2 separate regions of the Mustela erminea genome follow, and region 1 is linked to region 2. The links are chromatin contacts, called in public Hi-C maps. All regions are on one chromosome and are shown on one strand. The core of a region is the stretch at or near the end of the contact, and the rest is flanking DNA. Distances in the headings are between cores, read along the strand shown. Region 1 overlaps DCAF5 (DDB1- and CUL4-associated factor 5). Region 2 overlaps ACTN1 (alpha-actinin-1).

Region 1 (6,199 bases), core at 1,860-4,359, 180 kb before region 2:
CCTGTCCCCTCCCCTGAGAGTAATGAGTGTTAGGAATTTGTAGTATATGCCTCCAGAACTTTTTCTTTTTTTTTTACTTTTATATGCTAACATATGTATCCATAGAAAACGTACAGAGTTGTCTCTCTATGCATGTATGTTTTTCACTCATCAGTATGTGTTGGAAATTTACCCATACATTAATATACCTGGATTTATCTCATTTCTTTTGCCAGTTAAGAATTTGAGTCAACTCTCTGACTCTTTCTGTTGAGTCAGCTGAGATTTTTCTTCTAGAAGTCTATTGTAAGCACTCCCACCCCTGTGTCCCCAGTGGAGGGTAGATAGTCTTCCTATATCTCTCACTACACATGTTTCCCTTACTACAACACTATGTATGTTATAGATGGAAACTTTTGGTTTCCTTATACCTAATAGGTTCTTGAGGTTGTCTCCTTCATCTTTTTTTCTTTTTCTTTCTTAAGATTTTATTTATTGGGGTGCCTGGGTGGCATTGATCAAGTCCCGAATCGGGCTCCCTGCTCAGCGGAAGCGTGCTTCTCCCTTTCCCACTCCCTTTGCTTGTGTTCCATCTCTTGTGTGTGTCTCTCTCTCAAATAAATAAAATCTATTAAAGATTTTAAAATCTTTTTTAAAAAGATTTTATTTATGTATTTGACAGCAGCAGCGAGAGAGGGAACTCAAGCAGGGGGATAGGGAGAGGGAGAGAAGCAGGTTCCCCGCTGAGTAGGGAGCCTGAGAGGGGCTCCAGTCCCAGGACCCTGGGATCATGACCTGAGCTGAAGGCAGGTGCTTAACAACTGAGCCCACCCACGTGCCCCATCTCCTTCATCTTATTTCAAACTTGAAACTGTGGGCCTAGTGCAGTATGTAAAATAGTTAGTAGGTATTCAGTAAATGTTTATTCAGTAAATGCATGCATGAACACATGAGTTAATGAATGACAGGACAGGGTGTGAAGTGAATTACTTAGATAAATCCTCTGGCCCTGATGCCTCCTCGTCTGATAGTATTTTCTGAGGTAGAATAATCCATCTCCACCATGTATTCTGTGAAATCTTGGTTTTTTGTTTTGTTGTTTTGTTTTTGCAGTTTATTTGTTTTTAAGAATTATTTATTAGAGAGGTGGGAGGAACAGAGGGAGAGGGAGAGAGAAACACAAGCAGACTCCACGCTGAGTATGGAGCCCCACATGGGGTTCGATCTCACCATCTGGTATCATGACCTGAGGTAAAACCAAGAGTCCAGCGCTTAACCAGCTGTGCTACCAAGGCACCCCTCTGTGAAATCCTGTTGAGCCAAGAAACAGAAAAAAATGTGCTGGTTCTACGTCTGCTGCTTATCTGTCGTGTGCTCAGGACCAAATCACGTAACTGCTTAGGACCTTGGTTTCCACCAGTGTGAAATGAGAATCATGGGATCATGGCCTGAGCTGAAGGCAGATGCTTAACCGACTGAGCCACCCAGGTGCCCTGCCTCTTGCAATTTTTCCAATTTTCTGCTGCTTTGTGGCTTGCCTCTCAGATTGGGTTTCATGTGTAGATAAATGTCAGGACCCATGTGAACTTTGGTGGATCCCATTTTTTTTTTTTTTAATGTACAAAGTCAAGAGTTTTTGAAACAGCTGCTCACAATCCATTAGATCATTCATTCAGCAGCTCTTTATTGAATGACGATTATGTGTCTGGCACTGTTCAGGCACTTGGGATGTATGGGGAAAACAAACAAAAGCTCACAGTCTAGTGGGAAAAGACAAATAAGAAACAAAATAAATACATAAAAATATATGGTGTATAAGGTGGTGATTCATGTACTACAGAACAATAAAGCAGGCAAGGGAGACGGAGTACTGGGGAGCTGGTATTTTTGCACAGGGTGTCAGAAAGGGCCTGGTTGAGGAGGATACTTGAAGAAAGAATCATGGGCATCCCTGGAGAGGACCTTTCTGGACTTCAGGATCTGCAAATGCAGACCCTGAAGCAGAAGCATGTTTGACTTGTTCTAGGGTCAGCAAGGAGGCATAATGTGGTTGAAGTAGAGTAAAGTAAGAAGAGTGCTAGAAGGTGGGGTCAGAGATACAGGGGTCGGAGAGATGGTTGTCTAGGGTTTTACTGGTGTCATAAGGAATTGGTTTTTACTCTGGTGTAAATGGGGAGCCACTGGATGACCTTTAGCAAAGGAATGATGTGTTCTGACTCATGGTTCATCATCCCTCTGGCTGTGTTATTCAAGATAAATGAAGCATGGGCCAAGAGTGGAAGCAAGGAGGCTAAGGTAGGAAGCTCTTTCAATAATTCTGTGGGCCACGACATCATTGTAGATGGTCACAAGTATTTATTAAATAAAAAAAATATAGAATAGAAAATCAGTGCATAGCATTATAGTAGGTGGTAAGTATTGTTTAATGAAGTTATGCTAAAAGATGTGGGTGTACTGGGATGCGGTATAAAATGTACTTTACAAAAGGTTGCTAGAAAAAAGTTTCAAAGCCATTATTCTAAGACAGTTGTGTGACTGCCAACTAGAAGGGACTTAGGTGTTTGGATACGTTCTCAGTGAGCGGCTCCTATGAGAAACAGGCTGGCTTCCTGTTTCCTCTCCCATCAGTCAGCAGTTTGGCTTGGCCTTCCCTCCCTTTCTTTTGCATCCCTCGCATCTCTCATTTTCAACTATTTGTGTAGGAGTTCTTCCTAGAAGGTAAGAAATTGAGATTTTGTTTTCAGACCCTCTTCTGCTTAGGATTTTTTCCAGACTTTGCCTCTTTCCTCTTTAACGTTTCTCCAGCTTTGTGATCTTGTACCCTAACAGTCATGTACCCACCCCAGTTTCCCCTCCTGCCATCAGGGACTGCCTGTTTACCTGCATGTATTCCCACCCCCTCCTGCAGCGCTGCTACCGTTGCTATAGGAGCTGCCATCCCTCTTCCCCTGGCTTTTTCCTGCCTCTTGCCACCCACTGTTCATTAAACTCTTCCTTTCCAGTTTTATGTACTGTGAGGTCGGGGCTGATGCTATTGTAAAAATCTGTCAGAAGGTAGGACCAGGAGTAGTTAGTTGTAAGTGAAGATGAAATGGCTGCTTACGAAATCCCTCTCTGTTTTCTGTAGCTTGGGATGGAGGGGGATTCTGAGTAAGCCAGGCCGTCTGATGAGCTGAGATGACTAAATGTTGAGTCCTTGTTCTGTGGGAAATTCATGAGTGTCTTATAACAAATCTTTTGCTTATGGCAGTGCCTCTTACTTTATTTTGAAATCTTGTTTGATTCTGTGTGGTTTTTGGGAATCTCTGGGCCAAATGCAAAAATTTAGGTTCCAAATCACTTCAACTTTGGGTATGTCCCTCTTCTGGAAGATGGTGTGATTAGAAATACTGCAAGCCCGCCATCCATGTTTGCTTTGTGGAGGGACTAGATATGTCATTTGGTCATTTAAAGATGTGTTAAAAAGATTTTTTAAAAAGATGTTATTTCTAAGTAATCTTTCTACCCACACCATGGGGCTCAAACCCACAACCATGAGATCAAGAGTTGCATGCTCTATTGACTGAACCACCCAGCCACCCCTATCCAAAGATCTCTTTATCAGAAATTTACCAGGCCCTTCTGCCAACTTCAGTCAAATTTAAATTTCTGGGTATTCAAGAAGGGAAGGAAATCTTATCAGGTACGCTGAACCTGTATCTATATTTCAAGCCAGAGAGGTTTGGCAGTGAATCATGTTCTGGGGAAAGTGAGTTTGTTTAGACACAGATCACAGCGTTATCTTTCTCATACTAGTTGTCTAATAGTTCCAGCTTCCTCTAGGGAAGTCTCAATCTTGAAATTGAGGATTGCGTTAGAAAAAACAAAAGAGAAAAGGTTCTCCTGCCAACTCACATAAAATAAATGGCTAAGGGATTATTATGACCCTGAGCATTCTTAAATAAGATTGGTGTGGGCTGTGACTCCCTGAACTTGTTTGCTTTCTAATTCTATTGTTCTCTAGGATTTGTCATATTCTATGGGTTGTGCGAGTACAAAATGTCTTTTACTCCTTATAGGTTATCCCATCCTAAAGCAGAAACTGGAGGGGAGGAAGGGATTTCCCCCACCTATATAGGATCTTGATTGTGCCACTCTGGTGGTACAATACCAGGTCTGATGTCTGTGATTTGGAATAACAGTACATTTCATGGGTGTTATTGAAGCTTTCACTTGGAAAATGTAAGGAATTTCATGCTGGTGGGCATTGGTAAATCATGTTGGTACCGGCAGATGAATTACTTAGTCATGGTTTTATGGAAATCTAGCTCCATAGAATCTAATCTTGGAAAAGTTAGCAGTGCCCTGTCTTGTGTTGAACATGATCACAACGTATCTTTCTCCCAGTTACTTTCCTTGGAAACAGCCTTAGCCTGTTTCTCTTCTATTCCAAGCCCTTATCCTTGGCCAAGTACTTTTAAAAATGTTCTTTTTACTCCGTAAGAGCAATAAAAAAAGTCCATTTGAATACTGGGGGTGGGAGGGAGCAAAAAAGGAAAAATTCAGGAGACCACACTAGTGAGAAATATTTTCCTGTTGTTCTGTGGTTCTCCTGCTTTTCGTCCTGGATCTTTTACATGCTGACCCTTGGATTACCTCCTACCCCATTCTTGTTGCATTTTATGACAAATCATTGATTGAAGATAGGTTGGGAATAGATTTTTTTGCTTTTCTTTTTCTAAATAAGGATATTTTGAGTTGAATACATTTTAATCTGTTGCTTGCCTTTCAAGATACTGCTCGTCTTATCTGGGTTCATAATGGTGGCCATTTTTCTGAAGAGTGGGGATAGTGCCATCTCCCTTATCAAGATCAAGAGTTGAGAAAGCAAGTAAAGATTGAGGCAGTCTTCCCTCAGTTCTCCAAGAGGAAATGAGAAAATTCTCCATTGGGGAATGTATTGATGACAAGAAAAAGACATTTCAGGCACTCTTGGTAGAGAGGAACTCTGGTTTTCAAAAGGAATTAGAGTCCTTTCTGCTAATGGACATGGGGCTGTAAAAAGTGCCATATTGTATAATTGGTTTTTTTTGAACCTCTGGTAATCTACCTTCTCTCCACCTTGTTTTCCTCCTGACCCCATTCTCTCTTCTCTTCCTGCTTCCTTTCCCCCAAAATGCCAAAAATGAAACCAACCATCTTTCTCAAGGTGGTTTGAAAGTCACATGCATCAGAATTAATTGGGGTTGTTAAATTCAGATTCCTGGGCCCACTTCCCAGATTGAATTAGAATATCTGGGGGTGGATCCAGAAAATCCACATTTTTAAAGAGTCCCAGATGATTTCTCAGGCACTTTACACTTGGAACCTTAAACTACAGATCTTTGACATAATCTTTGTATCTTGACTGTGAGGGCAGACTGCTTCTAAGCTTTTTCTTCCTAATGAACTAGATCATCCTTACCATTCTCACCAGGAAGAGCCAGCTGTAGAGCCCCTGCTGAGAAATCATGGTTAACATCGTTCACTCTCTGGATTTCAGGTATCATTCTGCCCTCTGGTAGGAGTTGAATTTTGTGCCCAAACACGAAGAATTCTGTTTTAGCAGCTGATGCTTTTTAGACAGCACCCCCAGACGCTTAGGAGCAAGTTCTACACCCTTCCCTCTGTGTGAGAGAAAGGAGTTCCCTGCCCAGAAGCACAGGAGAGAAAAGTTAGTGACTCTCCTAGAGCCCACAAACAGACCTCTGTAGGGTGGCTAGAATGCGAAAATTGGTCAAAGAGCTCTGGTGGGGGTGGGATGGGCCTGATGCCTGTCCTGGGCAGACTTCAGCAGGTCTGACTAGAATCAGCAGAGGAAATTCCTGTTAACCGATGCAAAGGGCGTTTGCCAGAGGCCCCAGCTTTCCTGTCAGAGGTGCCCAAGCAGATGCAACCCCCTGCTGCTGTTGCTGGTGTGGGGCTGGCCAAGTTTCTTGCCGTGGAGTCTTGTTTCCACCCCCAGCTCCTCTTCAGTCCTACAGATGGTGGTTTATTTGTACACTCTGTGCTGCTGTGGGATTGAAAGCCTCTCATTGTTTTTGAGCTCAGTGTTTAGATAACACCGCATGCCTGTGGCAGCTAGGGCACCCTGTGTAGGAAATGCCTGGACTCTAATAGCCCCGTCATTCATTCTCTGTATGTGAGTGAGTGTGGCCTCTGTTGAGGACCATTATGAGAACATTTCTCTGCAGAGATTATT
Region 2 (6,262 bases), core at 3,138-5,637:
TCAGCTCAGGGTTTTCCTCCAGGAAGGCTTTCCCCGGATGAGTGGCTGTCCTCAGGAGTGACAGGAGCTCTGGGCTCCCGTCACACCCCATTAATTCCTCTTGTCATTCCTGTCATGTCCGTTTGCCCACGGTATGATCATTTTTGGCCCATTTGTGCTTTTTCGCATCCCACTCTCAGCTGCTTGGGGCAGGGATGGTCTCATCTCTGTGTCCCAAGGGCTCAGAACGGTGCTTGGCATGTGTGTGATGGCCGGCAAATATTGGAGTGACCGGATGCCCGGCTTTTCAGCAGGACTAGCTGCATATTCCCCACCGAACAGGCGGGCCTGTGCCCAAGGGGACCTGTGCATGTCCGTGAACTGGGGTTCTCTCTTTCCTTGGGGTGGGGGACATTGAGTCACTGAGACATTGCATTTTCTTCCTTGAGCATCGCGAGGGGAGTAGGAGGACAGAAGGAAGGGGCTGGTGCCCCCAGTGGTCCTCTGAGGAGTGTCCCCAGACCACCCCCCCCCCCCCCCGCCAGAATCTGCAGGAGAGCTTATCCACATGCAAAGTCCTAGGCACACCCCAGACCTCCTAATTTCCAAAATTAGGAGGCAGGGGAAGGGGGCTGGGCATTGGAATTGCGAGAACTGCCGGCCTCGCTGCCTTCACTGTCCCGATGGAGAAGTCCTGTTCCAGCCAGGGTACACAGCTGGGGGGCTGGCTGGGGAGCCCAGGCTTGGCAGGACCTAAGGGCTAGGGCTTCAGCAGGAGAGCTTCAGGGCGGGAGGCGGGATGGAGTGCTGCCTCATCCGTCCAATGGGAGGGTGTCCCCGGGGCATTTCGTCTGCCCAGGGGGATTGATGGGGTACCTCGCTTTGGAGGCTGAGCAGGGGCCACAGCCTTGGGAGAGCTGCAAGTGGAAGGTCTTAATTTAATCATTAAACCCCAGCTGTGCTTCCTTGGGAGCTGCCAGGCCTAATCACATCTGTGGCAGGAAGTCTGTTCTCCAGAAGCTGGGGTGGAGGGGGCCTGGGAGGCCCCCTGGAGAAGCGCTGCTACCACATTGTGGCTGTCCAGCTCCTTGAGCTCTCTTGGCCAGGCTGCTAATGTCCTGGGTGTGGCGGGGGGGCGGATTGTGGCTGGGTCGGGCTGGAGACCATGGCAGGTGCAGTGGTCCTGAGTTTTGGGCTCTGGGACAGTACTCAAGCCTCCTGGGATCCCTGGCCTTTTAGAGACTCTAAAGCTATGTGTCCTTCCCTGGTATGGGCATGCATGTTGCACATTTTAATTTTGAGTTTTAGTTTTAAGAGGTCCCTGAATGCCTCTGTTCTGAGCTGAAAGTGCTCTTAATGGGGTCTTTGGAGAACCAGCTCTTTGCCTGCAGCTTCTGACCCTGGAACCTGTGTTGGAGGAGGGGGTGGACTGAGGGTGGGGAGTTGGCTTGGAGCTGAGCCAAGGATGCCCACAGGAGGCAGTGGTTCTCGAGCGAGCGAGGAACACCGTGGGAAGCTTTCTTTGAACACTAGGGGACTTTTTCAGAATATTCTAAAGTGCCCACACATCTTCCCAGACCAAGCAGTATAGAGTAGAAGGGGTTCGGGGCCTTTGCATGTGCTGTTCTTCTGCTTTGATCATCACTGGCTGCTGTCGCAGCGCAGCTGCCCTCCCACTCAGAGGCCTTTCCTGACTATTCCACAACTCCTTCATGCCCTACCTGTCCTCCTCTGCATCCTCTTTTTAGGCATTTATCCTTGTTGGTGTTTGTTTGTTTACACGTATTTGTGTATTTCTCTGTTGAAGCTCTGTCTCCTCCTGGTCCAGAAGTGTGCAAAGGCAGGGAATTGTTCTGTTCACCCCTGTATTCCTAGCACCTGCCAGGTCCCAGACATAGCGGCTTAATACAGATCAGTTGGGTGGGGGCAAGCACTGAGGTCTGAGAAGTGGCAGGAAAGAGGCAGGGTCGACTGCCTGTCACTCCCTGCGAGGGGGCCCCTCGCTGCTCCTGGGCGAGAGTGTCACGAGAGCAGCCATGCTCCCAGGAAGCAGCACTCGACCCTCCCTGCCCTCTCTCTTGATCTGCATGCAGGGGAGCGCTTGGCCAAGCCGGAGAGAGGCAAGATGAGAGTGCACAAGATCTCCAATGTCAACAAGGCCCTGGATTTCATAGCCAGCAAGGGGGTCAAGCTCGTGTCCATTGGAGCCGAAGGTGAGTGAGGCCCGCCGTCTGGCTGCTTGGCAGTGCCTAATTTTCTGCTCCCTGTTCTCTTGGCCTTTTCTGCCCTGACTCCTGGGTTCCCATGCTGCTGGGTGCATTGGGAAGTGGGGGGCAGCCAGCACCTCCATCTGGTCAACCTGCGGATTCTTCATGTAACAGCTGCATTTTCCATCCAATCTCGGCACCCCCCCCACATCGGCTCTGCCCCCTGGAAAACCAAGGGCCTGCTCCCTGGTCCTGACCTAGATCCCTCCCACCCCCAGCCGAATCCTGGTGCCTTGAGATCCTGTGAGAGTGGAGTGCCACCTCCCTCACCCACGGGCCTGCCTGCACTCTGCTGCCTGAGGCAGAGAACTCTGTTGCCTGGAGAGTGTCAGACATGCGCTGGGTGGAGGTCTTCCCAGGGGTCTGTGGGGAAGACTGCTGTCCAGAAGCCTTCAGGAACATTTCCTAATAGCATTTCTCTGCAGATTAGGTTCTTGACTCTTTCCTTTCACTTGAAAACAGTTTTTTTTTAAAGCTCAGTATACATTGTTATTCGTTCTTAATGGTTTAAACGAGGCAGTGCAGTTTGTTTCGGTGTGCACTGTGGTGTTCTGGAAGGATTTGGGGAGGGTGGAGGAGAACGGAACACCGTAGCCAGGCCGTGTCAGCACTGCGCCCCGTGGATTCATCCAGGACTCCTTGGGCACCTGCTGTGCGGCACCAGAAATCTAAAGCTGGGAAGCATTTCCATCCGTTCACTCACCATTTCACATGCGCGCGTGGCTGTGAATGCCGGAGCACTCACGCCCTGGCGGGTTCTGGGCGGGAGACGATCTCACTGATCCCTCACATGGATGGCCTCCCTGATGGCTCTCGTCGTTACCCTCATTGGATGAGAAGAAACCAGATGCCTAACGAGATGAGGTAACTTACTGAAGGTCCCAGTGTCTATAAGTGGCAAAGCCAGAGTTGAGACCAGGTCTTTGTCGGAGAAATCACCCCCCCATCTCCCCCACCCCCCTCTTGAAGAGGGTGGGGGACTCGCTCCAGTAAACGAGATGAGCACATCTCTTCTCTGGTGGGAGGAGTCTAAAGCTCTCCCCGCCCCCACCTTCCTTTCTAGAAATGGAGGGATTTTATATTGCTACATCAAAGGCAAATTTTAGTGCAGTATCGGCAAACCACAGTCCGCGGTCTCAGATCCGGCCGACACGGGTTTTTGTACATGCTGGAACCCAGCCACACCTGTCTGTTTACATTTCTCTTTGTCTGCTCTCCTGCTACTGTTGGCAGAAAAGTTGTGACAGAGACTGTATGGCCTACAGAGCTGAAAATATTTCCTATCAGGCTTTTGCAGAAAATTTCGCCAAGCCCAGGCTTTCTGGGGACTCAGGCTCACGTTTGAGCGGTCGTGGGTGCCACCAAGTGTGTCCCAGCACACCCTCGGCTGTGAAATAAAGTCCGTGTCTTCTGCGTCTGTGTGGCGCGCACAGCAGGTGCTCAGGAGATGTTTGAAGGACTCACACCTAGCGGGGTACTTGTTTTGTGAGTGGAAACGTAGTCTCTGCTTCTTGAAAGAGTAGTTTGCTCTATTAGGGAAGATTAAAGAGTTGGCAGAAAAAGTTTCCATGAAGCAGGGCTGGGAAACCAGAAGACGGCGCTGGGGTGGTCTGGTGTAAGCTTACATGTCCCCTGAGGCAGGGCACTAAAGGATGTGTAACGGAGAGCTGGGGTGATGGTAGGGATGGGTGGGGATTGTGGAGAACTGGGGAAAGCAGGTCCTTCCTTCTAGGCGGGGCACCTGCCAGGCAGGTCTGATTGATTGTTGCTGTGGGGGCAGGGAATATAGGTCCATCATGGCAAGAGCTTTCCCTCTTTTTTCGAAAGAAGCCAGAAATCCAGATTTTTAGAAAGAAAAACAGCTACCTAACAGGTTTTTTTTGTTTGTTTCTGTTTTTGTTTTTTTAAACTCTGAGCAATATTTCTACGCTTTAAAAAAATAAAAAATTAAAATTTAAAATTAAAAAGAACCCACTGAGGTCCGAAGGGGAGCAGGAAAGGGGAAGATGGGAGAGAAGAGCACTTGCTCCCAGCTCTTTGGCTAGACAGGATGCTTTGGCTGGGCTCTCCCTTTCTGCCCGGGAGCAGGCCTGTCGGGTGGGTGTCGTCAGCCACATTGTGTAATCCCGGCAGCTGAGGCTGAGAAGAGTTGCCCGGGTGGAAGCCGGTGGTGTGGCTGAGCACAGGCTGTGGGTAGATTCCTTCCGTGGGGCAGAGCCAGATTGAACCCGGGAGTTCGGGCTCCAGAGCTGAGATCTGAACCTCTTCCCATCGCTGCAGACACGGCGTGTGGGGGCCGAGGGCAGGACTTTACTATGTGCTTGTCCTCAGCTACGGAGGGCTGGGTCCGCTTGGCTGTGCCTGTTCCAGCAGAGGGCGAGGAGCAAAGACAGACCCAGGCATAAACTCTATCCGGTGCCTTTGACCTTCCAGGAAGTCAACCAAGCTGGCTACTATTTCTGATTTGTTTCACATGGGCCTCGCTTCTCTGAAGATTTTGAAAGGCTCCTTTAAAATGAGATAATCCTGACCTCCTCACTGCCCTCGGGATTCCTTGCTGTAGGCCGAGACTTCTACGTTGAAATCACCTCTCCTGTTTCAGACTGAGCTCTAAGATCATGTGCTGGGATGCCTGCCCTGCCGTGCCAGGAAACTGGATGAGGCCACAAATGGGGTTTGTTTATTATAATGAGATGCGGTTTATTGCTGTAGACTAACATAAAACGCAGTGGAGCAGATCCCCGGAGTGAGCACTCATGGGGGTCTGGGTGGGAGAGATGTTGCTGGGTACGCTGAGGGGCATCCTGGGCTGACGGGGGCAGGCCTGGCGTGGGCGAGACCCCAGACCTTTAAAGGATTATCATAGGGTGCAGGACTAGACTCTGGTGAGCCCCTGATGGTCGAACCCAGGCCCAGGTGGCCCTCTGGGAATGGAATGGGTGCTCTGGAGGGGCCTGTGGTCCCAGTCCCCGAAGGTGTTTGCACAGAGGCCGAAAGTAAGGGATTTCCTTATATCCAGGTGGGATTAGAATAGATCCTTGATTTAGAATACACTTGAGGGCGCCTGGGTGGCTCAGTGGGTTAAAGCCTCTGCCTTTGGCTCAGGTCATGATCCCAGGGTCCTGGGATCGAGGCCCGCATCAGGCTCTCTGCTCAGTGGGGAGCCTGCTTCCCTTCCTCTCTCTCTGCCTGCCTCTCTGCCTGCTTGTGATCTCTGTCTGTCAAATAAATAAATTAAAAAAAAATCTTTATAAAAAAAAAGTTTAGAATACACTTGATTTAGAATGTCTAGACTTCATGGACTTGAGACTTGACTTAGGTGAGTGGTTGGTATTTAACCCTGTGAAAGGACCAGAAGGATTTTTTATCTGAAGATCTTCGGGCGGGGAAGGCCTGATGGCTTTGGGTGCCAGGAGCCTGGGCGTGGTCTTGATGATGGGTCACCTGTACTGGGGGTGAAGCATGGGTCTGGGAGCCTGTGACCCCCGGCGGTCTAGTTTCTGTCATGCGGAATGTCTTCATTTTACCATCTGAGTCATGCACGGGGTGACTGCCTCCATAGGGTGGGCCAGGGGGTCAGTGCAGGGTGTGAATGCGTCATGGCAGGCTGTAGACCAGGAACGGCAGAAACATGGCTCCCCTTCTTCCTGTACCCATAGTAGACAGTTTAGTCTGTCATTGTGTTTTGTCCCCATGGCCCAGTGTGGCCTTGGGACCCTCCTTTGAGACCCAGCATTCCTGGCAGTCCCCTGACATAAGGCTTCTGGTGAGATGGGCATCCGTGATCCAGACCCACAGATGCCTGGGAAAAGGATTTGTTCTGGGGACCCTCGGGGTTGGGGGGTGGGCAGGGGCTACGCTCTGGGGGTGGGATAGGGGGGCAGCAGGCCCTGAGGCTGGGGTGCCGTAGGGGATGTCAACCCACTCTTTTTGCCTGTACTTGGCTCTCCTGTGTCCTGCAGGATCTGGTATGAGTGAGACCTCAGTGAGCAGAAATCCCTGGGGGTTTCTAGGGA

What was found. Hi-C and Micro-C count contacts between places; a contact is called where the count stands out from the background.
Region 1: a Hi-C map of fibroblasts shows a contact between it and region 2, with 5 times the contacts expected there. The contact joins two enhancer-like sites. A contact is called at or near these places in 3 of 3 Hi-C or Micro-C datasets (fibroblasts, skeletal muscle and spleen).

The regions. Positions count from the first base shown.
Region 1 is chr5:115,571,486-115,577,684 of mMusErm1.Pri, reverse strand. All of the region lies in intron 5 of DCAF5 (DDB1- and CUL4-associated factor 5), which reads left to right. Among named protein-coding and RNA genes, the nearest start is that of DCAF5, 46 kb to the left of the region's middle. Within about 2 kb of position 3,109, the one cell type or tissue checked has open chromatin away from gene starts, as enhancers often do. A contact at or near this core is called in fibroblasts, where this site is marked.
Region 2 is chr5:115,395,381-115,401,642 of mMusErm1.Pri, reverse strand. ACTN1 (alpha-actinin-1) reads left to right here. Exons shown (of 21, transcript XM_032344591.1): 3 at 2,073-2,192. Among named protein-coding and RNA genes, the nearest start is that of ACTN1, 58 kb to the left of the region's middle. Within about 2 kb of position 4,387, the one cell type or tissue checked has open chromatin away from gene starts, as enhancers often do. A contact at or near this core is called in fibroblasts, where this site is marked.